Linked DNA regions of Mus musculus: all the other regions are linked to region 1. Evidence: chromatin contacts called from public HiChIP or PLAC-seq data. All regions are on one chromosome and are shown on one strand. The core of a region is the stretch at or near the end of the contact, and the rest is flanking DNA. Distances in the headings are between cores, read along the strand shown. Region 1 holds the start of Sp9 (trans-acting transcription factor 9). Region 2 has its middle 30 kb from the start of Gm39850. Region 3 overlaps Wipf1 (WAS/WASL interacting protein family, member 1).

The links. HiChIP or PLAC-seq counts read pairs in DNA pulled down with a chosen protein or histone mark.
Region 2: an H3K4me3 HiChIP or PLAC-seq map of bone marrow-derived macrophages shows a contact between it and region 1, with 3 times the contacts expected there. The contact joins the enhancer-like site here to the promoter of Sp9 in region 1. A contact is called at or near these places in 8 of 39 promoter capture datasets (the 3T3-L1 cell line, cranial neural crest, frontonasal cranial neural crest and 4 more), 1 of 484 Hi-C or Micro-C datasets (the N1E-115 cell line) and 10 of 115 datasets of contacts at active chromatin or transcription factors (SST interneurons, bone marrow-derived macrophages, craniofacial prominence and 6 more).
Region 3: an H3K4me3 HiChIP or PLAC-seq map of bone marrow-derived macrophages shows a contact between it and region 1, with 2.3 times the contacts expected there. The contact joins the enhancer-like site here to the promoter of Sp9 in region 1. A contact is called at or near these places in 5 of 39 promoter capture datasets (fetal liver, frontonasal cranial neural crest, hematopoietic stem and progenitor cells and 2 more), 3 of 115 datasets of contacts at active chromatin or transcription factors (bone marrow-derived macrophages, fetal liver and stem cell-derived neural progenitor cells) and 3 of 9 other capture datasets (adipose tissue, liver and macrophages).

What each region holds. Positions count from the first base shown.
Region 1 is chr2:73,270,673-73,273,178 of GRCm38.p6, forward strand. Sp9 (trans-acting transcription factor 9) reads left to right here and starts at 1,254. Exons shown (of 2, transcript NM_001005343.2): 1 at 1,254-1,419; 2 at 2,453-2,506. The coding sequence starts at 1,399.
Region 2 is chr2:73,037,272-73,039,777 of GRCm38.p6, forward strand. No RefSeq gene overlaps it. Among named protein-coding and RNA genes, the nearest start is that of Gm39850, 30 kb to the left of the region's middle. Within about 2 kb of position 1,255, at least 137 of the 459 cell types and tissues checked have an H3K27ac peak or open chromatin away from gene starts, as enhancers often do. A contact at or near this core is called in bone marrow-derived macrophages, embryonic stem cells and hematopoietic stem and progenitor cells, where this site is marked.
Region 3 is chr2:73,430,804-73,433,309 of GRCm38.p6, forward strand. Wipf1 (WAS/WASL interacting protein family, member 1) reads right to left here. Exons shown (of 8, transcript NM_153138.4): 8 at 1-1,662. The coding sequence ends at 1,607. It overlaps Gm13707 (a long non-coding RNA gene), which reads left to right. Exons shown (of 9, transcript XR_866430.3): 9 at 1-1,063. Among named protein-coding and RNA genes, the nearest start is that of Gm13707, 45 kb to the left of the region's middle. Within about 2 kb of position 1,253, at least 42 of the 459 cell types and tissues checked have an H3K27ac peak or open chromatin away from gene starts, as enhancers often do. A contact at or near this core is called in adipose tissue, where this site is marked.

The DNA.
Region 1 (2,506 bases), core at 4-2,503:
GCAGAAGGCGGAGGCGCCCACGTGTGGCCTGGCTTTCGCAGACTCTCTCGGTGAAGGCTCCGGAGAGGTCCTCCAAAGGCTGTGTCAGCAGGGTGCCTGATGAAGATGAGCCTTCCTTTGGAGTCCCTTGGCCCTGAAGACGGAGTTTCTAGGCCCTAGCAGTCTGCAGTGGAGATAGTTTGAATCTGAAGCAAGAAAAATGACTCTATAAACATCCCCTAAAACTCGACTTCAACCTGAAATCCGACATGCAAATCTCCACCGGGTTAAACAAACAGCGGTGCAAGCTGCAGCTTCGGCGGGGGTGGCGGTGGGGGGGCGGACGCCGCTCGCGCCGGTCTCCGTTTCCAAAGTTGTTACAATGTGAAAATAAGCGGCTTCGTGCAGAGTGTTGTATGGGCTGATGCTTCCCACCCCCACGCCAGCCCCCAGAAAAACCTGGCAGATAATCAGCACGTCCCACTGTTTAGTCATATTTGACAACTGGGTTAACCTGGTATCTAGGCGCTGGCGAAGCCATACAAAGGGTGCCCTCAATTACCACCAGGAGCTTCTGGTGTGATAGGCACTTGTATTACCCCCTGGGTCAGAGGCCAGAGCGACAATTAGGAAGTCACTTAGACCGCTGGAGGGAAATGGCGGGATGCAGCAGGCTCTGGGCTCTCCTAACAAGTCTGTGGGTGTAGACCTGCCTGGAGAGGCCCAGCTGTCCTTTGCGCCCTCTGCTCAATAGGACTCTGAGTATAAAAAGAGTACGGTGGGAGCAGGAATCTGGGAAAACGACCACGACAAGGATAAATCCATCGCAAGAGTGATGGCTACAAGTTCAAGTTCTTCGCAGCAACAACGTGTACACACAAAGTGAACGCAGACCATTTCTGCTTGTGCCCTAGGCCGGGGTGTCCCTCTCCTGCTTCTTTCCCACAAGTGGAGAGTGAAGACTGTCAGCCCTACGTAGCAAGGTGGCCAGGGTGGTGGGAGTGGTGGGGGCCTGCGGCTTGGTCTCAACAGTACTTAAACCTGGCTTGGTACGTGAGTGTGTGTAAATTTTTAATTGCACTGTAATTTCTTCTGTCCCTAGCCCGCCCCCCTCCCACCCACGCCCGCAGACTTGACTGGCACGCGCCAGGAGCCCGGGCTCGGGCCCCTCGGAGCGTCTGATTGGCTGCGGGGCAGCTCCCGTCTGCTCTGCCTGCGCCCTCATTGGGCGAGAGGCGCAGCCAGCGGCACTTCAAAGCGGGTGCTCCTCGCACTTAGGCTGAGTTTTGCCGGCGGGAGCCCAGAGTCCGCTCGGCGCGAGCGCGGGACGCGGGAGCCGCGCGGGACCTGAATCGTGATTCCCAGCAGCCGCCAGGCTTAACACCGCTCCGGGCCTCGCCGCGCAGCCCAAAACCTGCTATGGCCACGTCTATACTTGGGGTAAGTGAAAAAGACTCGCTGCAAAGGCTTTGCTCATTTTTGTTTGTTTTGTTTTTGTGTTGTTGGTGGTGGTTTTTTGTTTTTGTTTTGTTTTCTTATGGCTTCTCTGGGCCAGAATCTCTCAAGAAACTGTTGCTATACCACAGCTCTGGTTTCCTTTTAGCATTTTCTACATTTCTGGAACCGATCTTTTCAAGTTATTGGAACCTGGGACCTTTTGCCTTTGCAAGAAAAGAATGTCTTAAGCAAGTTCCCTTTTAACTGGTTTTTGAGGCAAAGCCGAATGTTTCTTTTCTTCCCTTCTTGATTTTAACATCACTCCCCCACTCCCAACCCCACCCCCCGCCACTTGGTTTGGGGGTTGTTGCATTACATTACAGTGTTTTCTGGAAAGTCTTGTTTTGCAGGCCACGAAGTTACATTAATAAACACTTACATTAGCGTGGCTCCCCAGTTTGCCCTTGACTTTGAAAGCCGCTTATACTTGGATTCTTTTTGTAATCGTGTGCGTTGTGTAAATATCAAAACTACGTTTCTGAACTATAAAAGAAAATAGCCAAGTCGTAGCCACTCATTCGAGGAATGTTCTAAGAGTTTCTTCCAGCACTGGGTGGCTGTTTTGGCCACCACCCCCCGCCCTCACCCGTTATTTCTTGTGTGTGTTTACCTTCGTGCTACACCCGGAAGGGCGACTTGGGAGCTTCTGGGAGATGAGCGGGCTTATGGCGTCAACCCAAGTCTGATTCTAGACAAGGGTGGCAGCGAACGAAGTGGCGAAAACCGAGGCATTTCTGATCTATAGTCTCACTGAGGAACAACTTTCCTACTCGCTCGTGGTCGCCTCTGTCCTGCGCGGGGCGCGGCGCGTCCCCCGCCAGCGTGCGGGGAGGAGGCGCGAGCCGGGGTGCCAGGGCCCTCCGGGATCTGCGCGGGGGGAACGAGGCTGCTCACCGGTGCACTTTGTGTCTTCCCCCACTTCTCCCTGCCCTCCTCCTCCTCCTCCTCGCTCCCTCCTTCACCCCACCCACTCTAGGAAGAGCCACGCTTCGGAACGACCCCGTTGGCCATGCTGGCGGCGACCTGCAAC
Region 2 (2,506 bases), core at 5-2,504, 230 kb before region 1:
TGGAGGTTGTGCCTTTACGAATGGATGAATGTCCTTATCTCGGAAAAGGGGTTACCATAAGAAGCGTTGTGATATAAAACTGAGCCAGACCCTGGTGTTCCTCTATTCTCTTGTTTTGTCCTTATGCCTTCTGCTATGGAGTGACACAGCTCTCAGTCTCTTGCAACATGCCTGTGGCTTCACATCTTTCAGAACCTTGGGCAGACCAGCCCCTCTTCTCTTATAAACTACCCGGTAATGCAGTTATCGCATTGCAAAACAGTCTAAAACTCTAAATAAACTCTACTTGAATCATTCCGGTTAACCTTCCAGTAAAGCTTGTGAGGTAGGCACTATTTTTACTCTCCTCACTTGATAACAGGGGAATGAGTAACTTCCAGGAAGGGCTGAGAATTAGTGTGAACCAGAGCTCCGATTTGACTCCTAAAGTCTTTCTCCAGAGGTGGGCTGTTAACTGTGACTTCTGTGTGATGTCCCGAGGCAATGAGGAAGCATCCAATCCTTTGTCACTAGAAACAAACTTCCGAGTCTGCAATCTGGACTCAGAAGCAGTGAGTGAGGGGTAAGAGGAGAGTGTGTTTCTCTAACAACGAATCTCAGTATCTCCAAGGGCAGGGCAGGAACAGCCGGCGCTCTCTGGAGCAGTCTGACAACCTCAGCACTTCAGTCACGATGCAAGACTGAGCTTTGCTGTGAATCACAGGCCTTGTGGACCTCAGCAGAACAGTCAGTGCCTCTGCAGGTACTTCAAACTTCACACCCCCAACATGGAACTTAGGAGAGAGCGATGCCGGAGCCTAAGACCCTCATCCTTCATGGGTGTTCACTCCAGCGAGCACCACTAAGGACGTATTTCCACAGTCCCCTTCCTCTAGTTATGAAGCAAGACCCACTTTCAGAAGAAGGGACTTTTTGGAAGGGTTGATGAAAGAATCTGACCCACCACCCACCCACCCAGACCTTTCATAACAAAACCCCAGGAATACTCTTGATCTGTGTTTTCTAAGGCGGGGCCTGACCTCACTCAGCCCACAGCCCAGTAGGGTCCCGTCGCCCCCAGCTGTGTGCACCACAGGGCTGGCTTGAGCTGACCTGTCCTAGGCGCTGTCCTCCCTGGGTCTCGCCCCACCCCGGAGCTCCCAGCAGGGAGGGCCGCAGGGTCAGGGCTGCGCCTTCCTGGGACTGACTTGTTGAGCCCAGGCCCACCCCCACGCTCTGGAGGAGGCTCCAAGGCAAGATGAGCCAAGCACAGGAGGGGCGCCTCCCAGCCAACGGGAATATCTGCGGTAGTATGCAGCCCCCCCCTCCCCCCACACACACACTCCCTGAAAAAACGTGACGCAGTTGGGCGGACGTGGAAAGAGCATGAAGACCTGGACCAATGGGGAGAAGTCAGACCCCATTGCACAATGTGAAGGATTTCTTGGTGCTTCTGTGTGGCCCCATGATGGCCCTGCCGTGTGCTGCGAGCTGTCGATGACTGAGAACCCTGGTTAACATTTTTTCCTGGGGTCCTCAAGGCTTCATTGTCCTCAGACAGTGACAGGAATGATTACTAGTTTGAGGAATGGAGAACAAAGTCCCGATAGGAATTTACAGGCAACATTCTAACTTAACTACAATGGGAAACCTAGATAATGTGATCAAAGAAACACATCACCTCTCTCTGTCTCTGTCTGTCTGTCTGTCTGTCTGCCTCTCTCTCTCTCTCTCTCTCTCTCACACACACACACACACACACACACACACACACACGCGCGCGCGCGCGCGCGCGCGCGCTGGAAGTCCCATAACAGAGTAAGTTCCCTGTACTTAGAGTTGCTATGGGGGAAACTGAGATAATGCATTCTGTAACAAACAGTTAATAGCATACAAATTACAAATATAAGCCATCACCTCATCATCAGAGATCTGTGCAAAAAAGAAAGAAAGAAAGAAGAAAAGAAAAGAGAAAACAGAAGAGAAAAACAGCAGGACTGCATCGCTTCGACAGTGGTTTTCCCAAGCTGATTTTGACACAGGGAGAAACCAGGAGTCCACTGGACTGTCCAAACATTCTTGCAAAATTGTCTTAAACCACGATGCTGTTAGTTCACTGTCAAAAAAAAAAAAAAAAAAAAAAAAAAACAAAACCTAGCTTGCTGCAATTTTACTAAAATATATCTGGGGAGAGGGATGTTACAAAATCAAACATCAAATACTGGGTGTCAAAATAATGAGAAAGGAAATGATTAGGAAACCCTCGGTTAAATGGGGTAAAACAGGGTAACAGGATCTTGGATGGTTTACTACAGAACCTCCAGAGCCTAGGCTATGTGCACTTTGACCCTGAACCATGCCTGTCCTTACTCATTGTCCTTCCAGCAGCTTGGACTGATCTCCTATTAGGGTGCCTGGAACTTCAGGCCTCCTGCACACACTATCACATTAACTTCTCAGGGTTAGGACCAGGGTAGGGATGTCTTATCTGGCCTCTATGAGCTCAGTATATATACCATACTCATAT
Region 3 (2,506 bases), core at 3-2,502, 160 kb after region 1:
ACGAAACAATCATTCTATAAATAGGAATGTCTTTCCATTTTTCTTTGGATTGATTTTTTTTTATTAGCATCTTTCAGCAACATGTGACAGCAACATGTGAGCAATACGCTGGACCCAAAATACAAAGTTCAGGTAGGTACACATATGTGGCCATGTGCTTTAATAGACAATGGTAACATTAAACATGATTATATAAAACATCAAAATGGAAATCTTTTTCCAACTCTACAGCTAGGTTTGAAAGTCCCAGTAAAATGTTGTAAACAAAGTCATATATATAAAAAAGGCAAGCCTGGCCCTTTTTGTGATCCATCCTTTAGTGGAACTTACTTGCACAGATCCAAGACAATGATTCTCCCAAGAAATTCAACACCAATGCTTTCTAGGTTCCACTGGTAAGCTCCTTAATCTACTTGACCCCAGTCGGTTGTGTAGAGCTCTGCCCATCATCAACGCTATCCTCTTCTCCCATAGTTCTGATACATTCTCTGACTTTCTTCTCCTATCTTGCCCTACTAGCCTTTCCTGACCTGAGGAAGGAGTTTTCTCTGGGGTGGAGGACTGAAGAGCCACAGAAGATGCGCAAGGCCAGTGACCAGCAGTGCACAAGCCAGCTGGTTCTAAGCCAGGGAGTACCCACACAGTTTTGTTTTCTTGCAGTGGAGTTTGCAATCCACTGTAAACGGGACTGTAAACTCTACTAGATACATTTCTCACTAAGATACTTTGAAGAAACACCTGGACATACATATTAAGGACAAAGGCAGAATAAGGGTCAAAAATCTAAGGTCTCACTGCCTGCCAAACATTGTATCAAGTTCTGACTCCGTCTTGGGACATCTCCTGAATTGCTAAAACTCAATTTGCCTTTTTAGGCACAAGCTGTCCTAACTCCTGTCTTCCAGACCGTCTGACAGTGTGGTGCTGAGGCCGGTGTGGACACTTGAAATCTGGCAGTGTGCTTGTTCCAAGTACAGAATGGTTACTCGAGTGTGAGGACTTAGTACCAAAAATGTAAATAGCTCATTAATAATACAAGTCGAAGTGATATTTCAGATGCACAGTGCTGAGTAAAATGCAATTCTTTTCATCTGTTTCCTTCTACCTTTATAAAACATAGCTGCTAGTCATTTTCAGACAGGGTATGGGGCTCACATTATGTTTCTTTTAAGACAGCTCTGTCCTGGAGCCTTCCTCAGACAGCCGAAGATCGGACGTTCTGTAACCACAGGGCTTGCTCGCAACTCGCTTGGGCGGTGTGGTTCGTGGAAACAGGCCAGAGGCCATGTGAGCAAGAAAGGCATAGAGAAAACCAGCTCTCAGGGGATTTAACAACTACAGTCTGTTGCAAAAAAGCAGTGGATGTCTGACCCTGGCAGGCTGCAGCTGATACAAGCAATAGCTCAGGAATATATACAACATAAACAGCTAGGCGCTTCTTTCCCCGATCCCCACCCCCACACGCAGGGATCCCCTCCTCAGCTTCCGTTCCTCCCTCCTACTCTCTCTGGGGGGGGCGTGGCAAATCGAGAGGAGGGGTGTGCAGTTTTCAAACAGCAACAACAGAAGCAGCTTTGGAGCTTGGGTAGAACGGAGCAGGCAGAGATCACCTCGGGATGGGAGGAAGGGGTGGGGCGCCCCTTTCTCTTCTGTTGGATCCACCTTGATGAAGAAAGCAGATAAAATATAATTTTGGTTAGATGCTTGTACTGGCTGGTTTTGTGTGTCAACTTGACACAGGCTGGAATTACCACAGAGAAAGGAGTTTCAGTTGGGGAAATGCCTCCATGAGATCCAGCTGTGGGGCATTTTCTCAATTAGTGATCAAGTGGGGAGGGCCCCTTGTGGGTGGGACCATCTCTGGGCTGGTAGTCTTGGGTTCTATAAGAAAACAAGCTGAGCAAGCCAGGGGAAGCAAGCCAGTAAGTAACATCCTTCCATGGCCTCTGCATCAGCTCCTGCTTCCTGACCTGCTTGATTGAGTTCCAGTCCTGACTTCCTTTGGTGATGAACAGCAATGTGGAAGTATAAGCTGAATAAACCCTTTCCTCCCCAATTTGCTTCTTGGTCATGATGTTTGTGCTTCTAAGCAGCCTTGACTTCAGCTGGTATTCAGCTGCTCAAAGGCTGGGCACCCACTGACCAACGGTTACTCAAGAGCTGTGTGCTGAGAGGGACTCAGCAGGCCCTGAGCTTCTCTGAGGTACTGTGCTAGGGTGCTGTCTGACTCGAGGCATTAATTCCGAGGCTTAGGTCTCTGCGAGTCTGAGTCTCGTTCGAGCCTAATGCCCATCAGTAGCTGTTTTCCATATTCCATGTTAATTTTCTCTCAGTTCCGTGCATACTTTGGTGTGAAATTCCATGCCATTCTTTTTCTTAGTCCTGTACATATTTTGCTGTGAAATTCCAATGTTTCTATTCTACCTCTTGGTTCACATTTCTTCTCCAGCAGGGAGAAGATGATGCTGCAGGCAGCATGCACGTTAGCAAGCAAGGGGAGACGATC